Linked DNA regions of Hordeum vulgare: region 1 is linked to region 2. A link is a contact called in public Hi-C data. All regions are on one chromosome and are shown on one strand. Each heading gives the region's core, a stretch centred on a gene start, on an enhancer-like site or on the middle of the called end of the contact. The rest is flanking DNA. Distances are from core to core; before and after follow the strand shown. Region 1 holds the start of LOC123410936 (dehydrodolichyl diphosphate synthase CPT3). Region 2 holds the start of LOC123407263 (AP-1 complex subunit gamma-2-like).

The links. A called contact is a pair of places that touch in the nucleus more often than the background predicts.
Region 1: a contact with region 2 is called in a Hi-C map of leaf, with 4 times the contacts expected there. The contact joins the promoter of LOC123410936 here to the promoter of LOC123407263 in region 2. A contact is called at or near these places in 3 of 6 Hi-C or Micro-C datasets (leaf and seedling).

Annotation. Positions count from the first base shown.
Region 1 is chr7H:49,042,160-49,049,587 of MorexV3_pseudomolecules_assembly, reverse strand. It overlaps LOC123410936 (dehydrodolichyl diphosphate synthase CPT3), which reads right to left and starts at 3,155. Exons shown (of 3, transcript XM_045103859.1): 1 at 2,835-3,155; 2 at 2,037-2,103; 3 at 667-1,927. The coding sequence starts at 2,060. The coding sequence ends at 1,040.
Region 2 is chr7H:48,859,403-48,866,704 of MorexV3_pseudomolecules_assembly, reverse strand. LOC123407263 (AP-1 complex subunit gamma-2-like) reads right to left here and starts at 2,003. Exons shown (of 19, transcript XM_045100364.1): 1 at 1,765-2,003; 2 at 1,375-1,677; 3 at 1,113-1,254; 4 at 552-725; 5 at 53-232. The coding sequence starts at 1,808.

The DNA.
Region 1 (7,428 bases), core at 1,906-4,405, 180 kb before region 2:
CCTTATTCTTTGCATTGCAAAACTGCATTGCCTCTAGGTAGGCTGGCAATAGCATCAAGCAAAGGAATTTAGGATTCAGGGTTTGAGACCGAAGAAACACTGTTGATTGCGTGCCCCGGTCATGTGCGGAGGGGTCTGACTGTACGAATTCTGCGTGACCTTTGTTCCATTTCGCGCAGACAATAAATCACATTCTATACAGTTGGAAGAATGCAATTTAAGTGGTAAAACGACACATCGGGACTGGTAAACGCTCCCTTCAGTCTTTATCTTAATACAAACAAAACGGCAGATTGATGAGGTTAGCAAGGCAGCAATTTCAGTACAGTGAACTACTAAAATGAGATGAGAGCAAAAATAATTGCATAAACTGGTTAGAGATACAACAAAGCAGGCCTCATTGTCCAAGACATTTGATGGGGAATTTCACTAGTTGCCATAGCATTTTGGTTGAATGGCAGTAACCTACAGATTAAGCCTAAGAAACCATAGATGGATGCAAGGGGTAGTCATGAGAACAACCTCTTCCCCAACATCAATATCATTCTCAAACCGAAGCAACCTAGGAATCATAAGCTTACCTCCGTCCCAAAATTCTGAGTATATAGCATCAACAGCAGAGTCCCTAACAACAAGCTTCTTGTAGCTATGAAAACGAGGCAAATGTAAATTATATATGCCTTGGAGTACTGATTATATTATATATTGCAACACTTTACAATTTTCTTGATTTGGCTCCGTGTTCAGGCTAAGTGGCAAGCCAACGTTTAACGCAACAGCCAAAACAAAGAATTGTACAACATAATACACATGGTTCCCATAATTACACCCCTCTCATACACTAAAAACAGTAAGGGCCAACTTTCAACAGGTTGCTGTAACTATCTTTTCTTGGTATCTGCTTATCTCCTCCAAGAGGAGATCAGATCCCTTATTCACAGACGGATGCTTCTCTGCCAGCCGCCTGTTCTGTTATTATTGTATGTTCTTGATTACCATATGCATATATCTCCTTAGGAAGGGGACGAGACCCCCTAGTTCACAGCTGCTTCTTAACCAGAGCTTTGTTCTGCTCGATGTACGGGTAGGCTCTCTGGTACTGCAGTATCGCCCAGACGAGGTGCCTCCAGGAGAACTCAGGCCAGAGGGGGTCTGGGCTCTGCAGATGGCTAAATGTTGTCTGCCACAGGAGGAAGTTGCTCAGCCGGGTCTCGCCCGAGGTTCGGATCACAATGTCCGGGTCCGGGCAGCCGGCGGTGTACATATGGCGATCCAGGTCGGCCACCGAGATATCCGAACGTGCGCCGCCGTTCGCGGCTCGTCCATTGCAGCCGCCTGCATGCTGCTGCCCCTGCATCGTACCCCTCCGTTCTTTGCAGAGCTCGGTGACGGCGTTGGCGATCTCAGAAGTCGAATTGTATGGCATGCAGACTGAGAAGACCAATCCTGTATTCTCGGCGGTGCTCGCCATCAGCTTATGAGCTGCTAGCCGCACTGGTTCGGGAAGCATGTCCAGGTTCCCCCAGAAGTTGATCTTGCAGTTGACCTTGTTGATGACATTCTTGTTTTCCAACAGCTCGTTGATCTTTTCCTCCATTAACTCCATCAGGGTCTGCACCTCACTAGGGTCGCGTTTAAAGTTGTCGATGCTGAACGCGTACACCGTGATGTACTTGACACCCATTTCATAACAGTAGATAAGACTTGCCATTAGAGCAGAGAAGCCTACACTATGACCCGTGCCTTGCTTGATACTTCTGGATTTAGCATATCTGCGGTTCCCGTCCATAATAAACGCGATGTGTTTAGGCATTGGGCCATATGAGAGGACAGCTATGATGCACTTACGTAGAAAATTCTTCAGACTTTCAACAACACCAGTCGCAATTATCTCATCAGGCTTCTTCTCATTCAACACCTTCGGGTCCTGGACCAACAAGATAAATATGGCACATCAGTGATTGTACTACGTGTCAGATAAAGTAAGATGACAGCGCAGCAGAAAATGAGTCAGAGCTGTTTGAGAATCTTATTACATGACTAATAAGTGAATCAAGCATTTCCACAAGTAGGGGTCAACCAAGCAATGCACCGGTCTCAAACCTGCAAACAGGAAAAAGAACATAGGTTTCAGACTTCCTTGCATGGGAAAGGTCAACAAGCGAACGATCACCATCAGAAAATGGGTGTGAGATGTATATTATCAGTATTACAGGATTAAGCGGCACTGCGAAGAAAAGCAGATGTCAAGGCAACAGTTCATTGCTTATGCTTCCCCAGGACTGTACGAACACACATACAAAAGAGACGTGATCCTTCTTGTACTATCAAATAGATCCTATAGACAAAATGGAACTTGGGACAGAAAGACGACTCCGGACTTGCAGCACCAGATTTCAGCTGCTCAAAAGATCGGCTAAAGCGACACGACGACGAGGTTCACTGGGTTCGAGAGTAGAAGCAACAGGGCACCTATCCAGACGACAACATGTCAACAACTTCCTGAACAAGCAGATTTCCTTTCCTTAAACAAGCATATGCATGTAGCACAAAGCATGCATTTTTTTTTACCCACATGGTCAAATTCCTATCAGACAGAAGCTTCTTCAAAACTGCTGCTCAGATACAAGTAATTCCGATCGGATGACTTCTAAGCAGAACCGGCAACAATCAGGATAGGGTAGCCAGCAGCAGCTTAAGAAAGCAAAGCACAGGCGCATACTACATACACCTCAACCTCACGGCAATTCCGTCGAACACGTTGCGGGCAAGCGGCAGCTCGCGGCACACCCATGGAGTGATCACACAACAGAGAAAGATTAGCCTCGGCTTACCTGCGGGATGACGGTCGGGGAGCGGAGGAGGAGCGGCGCTACCGGGGCTCCGGAGCAGAGATGCGAGCTCGAGCTCGAGAAGCGAGTGGCTGAGGTGGGCAAGAGGAGAAGAAGAGGCGCCGGCCGATCTCGTGGCGGATTGGGACGGGCAGGACAGCGAGCGGGTGGGAGTTGGCAGTTGTGGCCGTGCGGATCTCGCCCGTACGAGCGCGACGGCGGGGGAGGGGGACGGGAGGCCGGCGGCGCGCCACGGAGGGAAAAGGAGAGCTCGCGAAGATTCCTTCCGTTGCCTACCTGCCGTGCGTGTCCTGGCCGACGGCGACTTGGGCCTTTCGCAGCCAGCCGTCCGTTTTTCTCGATTGGGTGGGCATCAAAAATCAGGGGAATTCGATTATTCGTCACTTGTTGCTTTTGGAAAGTTTGTAATACTAATACATGTCACTTTTATGATTCGCTTGTTTAAAAGAACTTAAGCCACTGAATCGTTAGTTTTTAAGTGGGTCACCGCTAGGTGTCATCCGGTTGATTTCCATAGAAAACCAGTCGGGTCAAGAGCCATTGGATCCGTCGCGCGTAACAGGTGAATCGATCAACGCAACGCTGGGTTGTTCTCTCCCATCGCGTACACATTTGTTGCTTTCTTCCGTCCTCTGGGTCGTCGTCTGCCTCACAGCCGCTGCAGGGGTCGTACTTGTCGACGATGTTGGTCGCTAGCTTTACCTCTCACACCGTCGTTTCCCCTCGTACAATCATCGACGGGACTGTATTACAACACCATAGTCCGAAGCCGTCGGCAAGCGCTGATCGAGCTTGAGCCATCAGCCTTCTCTGCATCATCGTGAGCGCTTCATCGCAGCTCCGGCAGCACTGCGTGGCAACACCAACGCTCGCCGACAAAGTTGCGTCGAAGCACCAGTTCCTCCCCTATAGAACTGCTAGCGCCAACGACCGCAGCGTTTCAGCACCAACAATTGCCAGCAAACGCTGCATTGCATCTCCGGCAACGTCGACCAGCGATCTGTCACAACACGGCTCCGAGAGCCGTTGGCGAGCGTTTCATTGCAGCACGTCGAGAGCTGCAATGCATCTTCGAGAGCCGCCGTCGAGTGCTCCATTGCAGCTAGGAGAGAGCTCCAACGGAACTCCGATAGCCGCCACGAGCGCTGCATCCGAGCAACGGTGCCACTTTGCCACTTCAAGAGTGTTGCGGCCTCTCCGTTTGCAACAGGGGCACGTCCTTGAGCGGCACTACGGGGCAACGACGCTAACCTCACAGGTCACAACTCACGGTAGAGGGTGGTCAGCGTTGTGCAACTCTCCTATGTTACAACAATGGCAGATGTTCCCATGGGTTGCAAATGTGAGCAGGGCAGTAACACGCGCGGGGTATTGGGCACACTGTTGTCCTTCGATTTCTCAACTCCGACGACGGTCTTTGATGAGGACATTAATACCATTGTTACACCCACAACTCGAGTTGCTATACATACTCGACCGGTTATTAGAGCTCGCGCACGCCAATTGAATTACCAGGTATTTTCGTTTCTTGGAAATCTTTCTAATGTTCATGAACATATGATGTTGCCTAAGTTAGATACTTTTGTTGTACTTATGAATGAAGGACCTAGCATGAACAAGAAGGATGTCTATTGGAGCGGGATCAAGCATGAAAAAGAAGGTGCACGCGCGGGGAAGAACAATGAAATTTTCACTGGTGATTTTCGCACTTTGAAGCCACCATAAGGAGAACATGAAGGCTTGGACGGAATATTCAAGACGTCACTTTATAAATTTCATCCATAGGCTATTATACGTGTTGCACCACCTTATTTTTGGGCCAGGCCCATGTAATTTTGAAATATCATATTATAGGCTATTTTTAGAGTCCGTATGTGTGGGGAAACTGAGTTAGGGTCAGTTTGGGACCCCTCCTCCAAGGGGTCACGAAATTCCTCCTCTATTCCCTCATATATACAACCCTTAGGGCGCCTTTTAGACTTGGTTTTTGTTTAGATTACAAGTTTGCCATAGCTGCAACTTCGCGTTCTTCGTTTGTGTTCCACGACCAGATAAAGACGTCACAAAACCCCACTTTCATCAATAAAGCTTTCCTCTTATATTTGCAATATCCAGATTGCAATCTTAGTTTCTTGCTTGTTCTTCGTTTGTGTGCAGGAAACAAACCTCGTGGTTAGGTTGATCGTGCTCCGGCGTGGTCAATAACCTCTCGGAGTTGGTTTAGCGATTGCTAAGACGCGATGTCCTCACACGTTCGTAGCTTGATCGTCAAAGTCTACTCCACCAAAACGATAACCACCATCTCATTGAAAGACAAGGACAACTTTGCATCTCTCAAGTGGTATCAAATTTCCAGGTTGCTCGGTGAGATTTTACCATTTTTTTGTAGTTAGATCACATCGGTTCTTCATACCTATAGTCCACGGAAAAGCCACACAAAAAAGGGTTAGATCATCATATCCGAACCAATCCGAGCCTTTGCATAGTCTTTTAAGTATTTTGCTTTGTTGGATTTGCGGTTACATCGTCGTGTCGAGTTGTTGGTCTTAGTGTCTAGTCCTTTAGAGTTTTGAGTTCTGCTCACAGGTTGTCACATGATACGTCTCAAACGTATCTATAATTTTTGATGGTTTCACGCTGTTATTTTGTCTTCTTTGGTTGTTTTATGTACCTTTAATATCTTTTTTGGGACTAACTTATTAATTCAGTACCAAGTGCCAGTTCCTGTTTTTTCCGTGGTTTTGACTCTTTTCAGATCTGATTTTGGAATGGAGTCCAAACGAAAGACAAACCCCCAAATGATTTTTTCCCGAATAGAAGAAGATCAGGGGGGCCTTTGGGCCAGGCCAGGTGGGCTCCAGGGAGCCCACAAGCCCCCACTCTACCACCAGGGGGGAGGCGGCGGTGGGCAGGCTTGTGGCCTCCCTGGCCGCCCCCTGACCTAGGTCTTTGGCCTATAAATTCCCAAATATTCCGTAAAAAATCAGGGGAGCGTCGAAAATACTTTTCCGCCGCCGCAAGCTTCCGTTTCCGCGAGATCTCATCTGGAGACCCTTCCCGGCACCCTGTCGGAGGGGACTTTGGAGTTGGAGGGATTCTTCATCATCATCATCGCCCCTCCAATGACTCGTGAGTAGTTCACTTCAGACCTACGGGTCCGTAGTTAGTAGCTAGATGGCTTCTTTTCTCTCTTGGATCTTCAATACAAAGTTCTTCATGATCTTCATGGAGATCTATCCGATGTAATCTTCTTTGGCGGTGTGTTTGTCGAGATCCGATGAATTGTGTATTTGTGATCAGATTATCTATGATATATATTTGAGTCTTTGTTGATTTCTTATATGCATGATTTGATATCCTTGTAAGTCTCTCTGAGTCTTAGGTTTTGTTTGGCCAACTAGATCTATGATTCTTGCAATGGGAGAAGTGCTTGATTTTGGGTTCTGCCATATGGTGACCTTTCCCAGTGACAGTAGGGGCAGCAAGGCACACATCAAGTAGTTGCCATCAAGGGTAAAAAGATGGGGTTTTTATCATTGGTTTGAGATTATCCCTCTACATCATGTCATCTTGCTTAAGGCGTTGCTCTGTTCTTATGGACTTAATACACTAGATGCATGCTGGATAGCGGTCGATGTGTGGAGTAATAGTAGTAGATGCAGAAAGTATCGGTCTACTTGTGTCGGATGTGATGCCTATAGATATAATCATTGCATAGATATCGTCACGACTTTGCGCGGTTCTATCAATTGCTCGACGGTAATTTGTTCACCCACCGTCTACTTGCTGTCATGAGAGAAGCCACTAGTAAACACTACGGCCCCCGGGTCTATTCACATCCATCGTTTACACCTCCGCTTTTACTTTTGCTTTGTTACTTTGTTGCTTTCAGTTCTCACTTGGCAAACAATCTATAAGGGATTGACAACCCCTTCATAGCGTTGGGTGCAAGCTTTTGTGTTTGTGCAGGATCTTGAGATACTCCTCCGCCGGATTGATACCTTGGTTCTCAAACTGAGGGAAATACTTACCATCGTTGTGCTACATCACCCTTTCCGCTTCGAGGGAACACCAATGCAAGGCTCCAAGGCCACGGGGGAAATCCTTTGCATACTTGCCTAGGAAGTCCCTTAAGGCGTAGCCGCAGCTGAAGGATTCCTGGTGCCGTCGACACAACTATTTTCTGGCGCCGTTGCAAGGGATACACAGCAAACATCATCATGCCGCCACCACGCCATCTTTCATCGTTGCCATATACCACCACTACGCTATCATCATCGTTGTTGCCATATACCACCAACATGCCACCATCATCCTTGCTGCCATATATCACCACCACATATCCACCACCAATCCTAGTCTGAGTCCTTTCTGTATTAGGTTAATTTCAAGATCCTCTTGTTTTCGATTTCGCATTTCCTTACGTGAGTAGGTTTCGGGAAAAAATCATAGCACTTTTTAGGCCAAAATTTCAAAGTAGGTTTGAGTCTAGCACGCTTTTCAGGAAAAAAAATCGGAGGGTGAATTTGTTTCCCCTATCGTGTTGTTAGGATTTTAGAGAGTTTTGAGACACTTG
Region 2 (7,302 bases), core at 754-3,253:
GTACTTTGAATTGAAATTTTGTTTCGTGTAAAACCAAGGATGAACAAATTACCTGGGCAAGAATATCATTCACATACTCGCTGCAGTCTGCATCCCCTTGACCCAATGTCCGCATGAGCCTAAGAACTCGGATGTGCAAGAATGGATCTGTGATGCCAGCAATGTCATATTCAGGAGCATACGAACTGTTGGACACGTCTCTCAGTATCCGGACCAACCCTTCGACGGAGTGCTGAAACAGCAAGATTTTATCAGAATGCTAGATAATTATTGTCGAAAATATATGTAAATATTTGCAATAGTCTTGCATGTACAATCTAAAAACAATTTAATGAATATAGTTATAGAGAAGAACACAAAAATGTTTTTGCTTCTTTTGATGAACACAACATTGGAAACAAACATTTGACAAATAATGATGAAAATATCATAGCGATGATGTAAAATGATATTGTTGCGTCAATGCATCACCGAATGAACGATCTGAAAGAGCAGGGGCTGGGACTGATGCTAATGGTTTCCGCTAATGGTCCATAAAATAGCACTGTTACCTTTCTCAAGTACTCCAATGCTTCTCTGCTTGATTTACAGAGCTCTGTACAGAGCTGGACAACCGAAATCAGAACCCCATGGTGTTTTTCCTTGAGTAATGATGCAGCAGAACCCATGAAGTTCTCTGCCAAATCTGGAACTTTTCTTACAATCCGTATAGAGCACAAGGCAGCCTACAAACAGGAGCTATATACAATCAATAATAGTTCTCCACAAAACATAGTCTAAGGCTAACCAAACGAACAACACCTATGCAGAAGGAAAACAACAGGATAAGAAATGCACAGAATGTAAGCTTCGAAATGCATCGATTAGAAGATCCGAGAAGTAACGAGTTGGTGTTTGAGTGAAAATTTACTGATGCTAAACCACCTATAGCATATAGGCACACTAACATGTAGGCTTTTGCAGTTCTTATGCTAGGGCAAACGATGGAAGGGTCATTGCAGGTTTGAAGCATCCAAATAATAACTCTTTCATATGTAGTATCAGAATACTGCTATGGTGCTCAAAACAGTTTCCGAAGGGACTAAGGTATCATGATGAAAAAAAATGAGCACCTTCTTCTTCGTGTTTGGGTCCCTAGTTTGCAACAGCCTCTCCACCTCGGGCGCCAGGTCGCGCGCCATTTCAGCGGAGCAAATGTTCCCCAGGGCGCAGAGCGCAAGGCCCACGATGAACTGGTTGGAGTGGTTAAGATCTCTGCCCACGTTAAGGACTAGCAATTACTCAAAGATGAGCATGGCATTGTAAAACAAATAGCGACGAACAAGCGGCGGCAAATGTAAGTAGGCATAAGCATTAGGCGAGCGAGTCGGATACTGCTTGAGGGAGTTGGTGACGAGCATGAGGACCTCCTGCCGCTCGTCGAGCAGCAGCGTGAGGCCGAGGTAGCCGATGCGCTTCTCGGGGAAGCCCGAGGAGGCGATGAGCTTGAGGCACTCCATCTGGCCGAAATGCGTGGGGTAGCCGAGCATGTGGATGAACATGAGCTTGGCCATGTTGCGGTGCCGGTAGTCCTGGTCGTTCTCGCTGATGGCGGCCCTGATGGCCGCGCACTCCCGCCGCACCACCGCGCGCTCCTCGGCGGCCGTCTTGGAGGCGCGTATCGCGCGTATCATGTCCCTGCGGAGACGCCACGGGGCGAGGTTACACGACGGGACGGATCTGAGCGGGGCCGCTGGGCGGGCGGGCGCGATCGAGGAGGCTCACCGGAGGCGCGTGCCGGAGGAGAAGGGGTTGAGGGAGAGGTCCATGGCGGCGTCCTCGACGATCTTCTCGACGGAGTCCGATGGGAAGGGGGGTCTCGCCGTCGGGGGGCGGGGCGGAGGAGGAAGACCACGGCGACGGCCGGGTGGATCTGGACGTGGGCGGTGGTGGTGCGAATTGCGAAGAGGCCCCCTGGTTTTGTTATTTTAGTCCATGTAAGGAATAGTTGGGCATTTGGGGTCTAATCTCGCCGTGCTGATCTCACTCGCCACTAAATTCCTAGCGTGTTAGTGCTCGGCATCACGGTTGATTTGTTTATTCATTCACTAACAAATACTACTACCCACTTGCTTGGTTTATGCAGTCACACAAAGCGCATATTCGTGGATATAGTATATTACTCTTTTTTGAGACATGAGACGTAGTATAAATTCAAATTTTTCTACTTGAAAAAGATAGTATGCAATCGGGTTATTCTCAAGTACAACTAATGTGAAAATGTACATGTGTAATCGAAAAAGGGATGAGAGTTCCATTCATATAATGTAACTTAAGCACGCACTTTCAAACATGTAGTTACATTCTTCGAAGGGATATAAATATTTTCATCTTCATGTGAAAGATAGACAAAGGTGTGCATGTATAATTGGCACGTGTATTGCTAATCCATCTTAGCTTACTATTTACAAAGTACTCCATGCATGCTTTCTCTAACATTTTGGGTTCATCCATGTGTCCACAAAAGTTTTCTTCTGTCACAAATGAGTCGATAAGGTGTGACTTTTGTTTATTATAAAGAGTACAATTTGCATTTCTCAATTAAAGAAATCCTAGTCGACTTAAATTTATCACAACGTCATTTAAAAAAATGTGATTATGAACTCTTGCAAAAATAATGTTATGCCGGATGTAGACCACATGACATGAATAGGTTACTGTCATATTTATCTTAACATGCAACCTATCCATCTCAATACATTGCGACACCAGTAACATATCGACGTCACTATCATAGGTATCTCACACATGAATGAATCCTTCAACTCACTAGAAATGATCCACGACTTGTCAGATTAACGGTCTTCTTCTTGTTAGTGCACCTAAAATAAAGCAAGGTCACTAATGTGTCATGTAATTGCACTCCACAAGACACTCTTACAAAATGTGTTTGTGCAATACACTAAAATGTTACAACAACAACAACAATGTGTATATGTCCCATTTTATATTGAGGACATTGATTGGATAAGAAGCTCCTCATCGCTATCTGGTTCATTACGAGGAACAATAGAAGGGCATTGGAAAATCTTTACAATTCCATTATTATTCCTTTTATATTTTATTGATTTATGTCTCTTTCTATGATTGACTATATAAACATTCTCATTCAAATTCTTCTTTCCAAAATTCACATATATTTCAAAATAAATCTCTATAATTTTTTGTCGTGTTTGGACTCCGTTGGATTTTGTGCAAAACATGCAAAAGCAACAAGAACTGGTGATGACCCACAAGTGGGGATCAATCGTAGTCCTTTCCATAAGTAAGAGTGTCGAACCCAGCGAGGAGCATAAGGAAATGACAAACAATTTTCAGCAAGCAATTGTCTACAAGTGTTGTGAGTAACATTGATATATAGTTTTGTAGCAGGATAATTTGTAACAAGTAACAAGTAACAATAGTAGCAAGTGTGCAAAAAGGTGACCAAATAATTTTTATAGCAAAGGACAAGTCTGGAAGTTCTCTTATATAAAGTAAAGCGCTATCGAGGATACATGGGAATTGTCGTATAGTCATTTTCATCATGTTGAGTTGATTCGCGTTCGTTACTTTGATAATTTGATATGTGGGTGGACCGGTGCTTGGGTGTTGTTATTACTTGAACAAGCAACCCACTTATGATTACCCCCTCTCACAAGAATCTGCAATTACAAAAGAAGAATTAGGATAAATCTAACCATAGCATGAAACTTATGGATCCAAATCAGCCCTTACGGGATAATGCATATACTAGGATTTAAGCTTCTGTCACTCCAGCACCCCATCATCTACTTATTACTCCACTATACATTTCCCTCGGCCCAAATATATTGAAGTGTCATGTAGTCGGCGTTCACATGACGCCACTAAAGGAAACAACAACATACATATCCTGAAAATATCAAACCTATACCAACTTCACATGAATACTTATAACAAGACTTCTCCAATGTCCTCAAGAACAAAAGAAACTAATCACAAATCATCACCATGTTCAATGAGAGGTATAACAAATATGATAAAGGATCTGAACATATTATCTTCCCCCAAGCAAACCAGCAAGCATCAACTACAAGATGCCTGAGGTACCAATATGAGGTTTTGAGACAAAGATTGCATACAAGATATATGAACTAGGGTTTGATACAAGATGGTGTCGATGAATATGTGTATGAAGATTGGCCCTTCCACGAAGGAGGAAGCGTTGATGATGATGATGGCTTTGACTCTCCCCTCTCGAAGGAAAGTTTCCCCGACAAAATCACTCTATGAGAGAGCAAAAGGGCATTTGCCCAGGTTTTCACCTCAAGACGGCGGCGCCTCGTCCCGAAAGTATCCTCTTGACTTTTCTAGGTAAAAAACCACCATATAACATAAGAGGGGGGCTGGAGCCTGGGTGCGGGCCTCCCAAACCATCAGGGCGCGCCTACGGGTGAGCGCGCCCTGTTGGCTTTGCACCAACAGGTGGCCCCCCTCTAGTACATATTCACTCCAATAATTCTTATATATTCCACAAAAAATCCTCGTAAAGTTTCAGGTCATTTGGAGTCCAGAAATTCTTCATATTTTCCCATGGCTTTCAGGTCCAGAATCCCGACTTCACGCAATTTCCCTCTTTGTGTAGATATTGCAAATTAAGAGAGAAAAGGAATTAGAATTGTATCGTAAAGTTGAATAATTACCAAGAACAATATAAATATCAATAAGAAATCATGATGCAAAATGGACGTATCAACTTCCCCAAGCTTAGACCTCGCTTGTCCTCCAGCGAAAGCCGAGCTCGATAAAAATGACCACATAATTATAGAGAAAGGTGTCGATAAAAACAAATTACGGTGAAGGGAGCATCATGGATATTAACATATTAGAAAGTTTTCATCATATAACTTATCATAAACAAGTAACAATCTATCCACATGTATTTAAGTATGAAACATAAACTTTATTGTCAACCAACAAGCTATATTCTTAGTCACCGAGACAATCACAATTCATCATAATTCAGAGAATAGTATCTGTAAGAGCTTTTATTTTAGCAAGTTCACATACTCAACCATCATTTAGTCTTGTATGATTGCTAACACTCAATGCATATTTTTTGAAGCAAACGGTTCGATGAGACACGTAGAAAGATAGGGCACTACAGGAATCAGTTTCTTTGTCGTTTGCCATAGCGAACGGCAAAGGGCCACTCCACGGACGGCAAAGCTATTTGCTGTCAGGCAAAAAATTCTATGACTGCTTGCGTCGGTAAAGGGCCTTCTTTGCCGTCTGCCGACATGCAGCGGACGGCAAAGAGCTTCGCCATCTGTCTGACATGACAAGCAAACGACAAAGTATTTAGACGACAGACGACTGACACCTGCTCTATTAGTGGCTAATGGAGTATTTCGTCGTCTACCATTGATGAGGCCTTTGCCATCCGTCATTGATGAGGCCTACGTCGTCTGCCTGTGACGGCCCTTTGTTGTTGCCACGTGGTGGCTCTTTGTCGTCTGCCATTTATGGGCTCTTTGCCGTCTGCGAGGCGCGACCCTTTGCCGTCTGTCGTGGGCTCTAGCAGACGACAAGGTGACCAGATGGGTTAGTCGGCTGCCCCAGGTTGCACAGGTGGATGCCACATGGCGCCTTTGCCGCGTGATAGCCGACGACAAAGTCCTTTGCCACTATTGCCACCATTTTGTTTGCTTTTAGTTATTACCCTGCATTTTTAAAATACACATATGATATATATAATTTCTAACACCCACATATAATTTCAAACACCATATAAGCAGCATAGTCCATGTATCGAACATCATATAAGAGCAAGACAACAAATAGGCTAGCTTGCAATATATACACGTAGTTTGAAGCATCATTTTAGATAAGATGGTTACAATACTTATCTTATCTTTATACATACACATAGTTTCAATCATCATTTTGGAGAAGATGATTACAATACTTATCTTATCTCTATACATATCCCAAATTTCATGGGAATTTCAAAATTTATTCCTAAATTTAGAAAATGTTCACGTTTTCATTTTCTTAGGAGTTTCAAAAAATATTCCAATTTCATACATTGTTCACAAATTTCAAAAAATGTTCAAGATTTCAAATTTTGTTCGAGAAATTCAAAATATGTTCTTGTTTTTTCTGAAATGTTTCAGTTTTCTAAATTTTGTTCACAAATTTGGAAAGTATTTCGTTTCACAGAACACTGTTTAAGAAAAAAATGAAGATCTTAAAATAATTCGGATCTCCTCCTCGTGTTTGTTCTTTATGGTTCTGGGTTTCAGTTGATCAGTAACAACCGTTAGGTTAACTGGTAGTAGAATGTCGTGTGTAATATTCAATTCAAGGTTTGAATCCCAACCGCGACTAATTAGTTTTTGCGTTACAGTGCGTCTTTGTCGTCGCTTGCGATTTTCGTGGGCTGGCTAGTGGGGGCGCCCCCCTGTGCGGCTCGGGACTTCCTGCCGCTTGCGACAGGTAGGAGCTCCCCTTGCATCGAACAATTTGGTTCGGTAGAGCCTCCCTCCCGAAGCGAACGAATCATTCGGTTTGGGGCTCCTCCACATCGAAAGTTTAGCATTATCACGATCCAAACTACAACCATACATAATTTTAAAAATACGCAATTATCAGATTTTTGTTGAACAAGAAAACAACGCATGAGATGACCAATCTGCAAATAAGAAATCAGAATTATAAATACCCCCATCCTTTTCAAAACATAAATATTAGAATTTTTGAAAAGTCAAATGTTTCTATTTTTTCAGAATACAAGGAGTATATCAACATTTCTATAAACTAATAATAAAGCGGCTATTGCTTTCGTCGGAAAACCCACCACGTCATTTTTATAAAAAAGCCCATGTAATTTTTGTTATTCAACCCGCGCTCCATCATTTATCTGCAACGCAAAAGGAAAAAACAATTCCCTGCAAAAATTATACCCGTACGCATCACCTCCTCCCGTCAACCCTGGGCCACCCTGGCCTGTGCCCAGGCCGTCGTCACACCACTCGTCGCCGCGGCCGACCTCAACCGCCACCGCTGCCGATCTCAACCCACCCGCCTCCGCGACTGTACCTCTCCCTGCTCACTGCCCCCGTTGCGGCGCTCGAGCGCATCGCGTCGACCCTCGTCCACCCTGGACTATGTCCAGGCCGCTGCCACACCACTCGCCGCCGCGGCCGACCTCGACCACCACTGCTGTCGATCTCAACCCACCCGCCTCCGCGGTCGTACCTCTGTCCGCTTGCTGCCCCCGTTTCGGCGCTCGAGCACAGC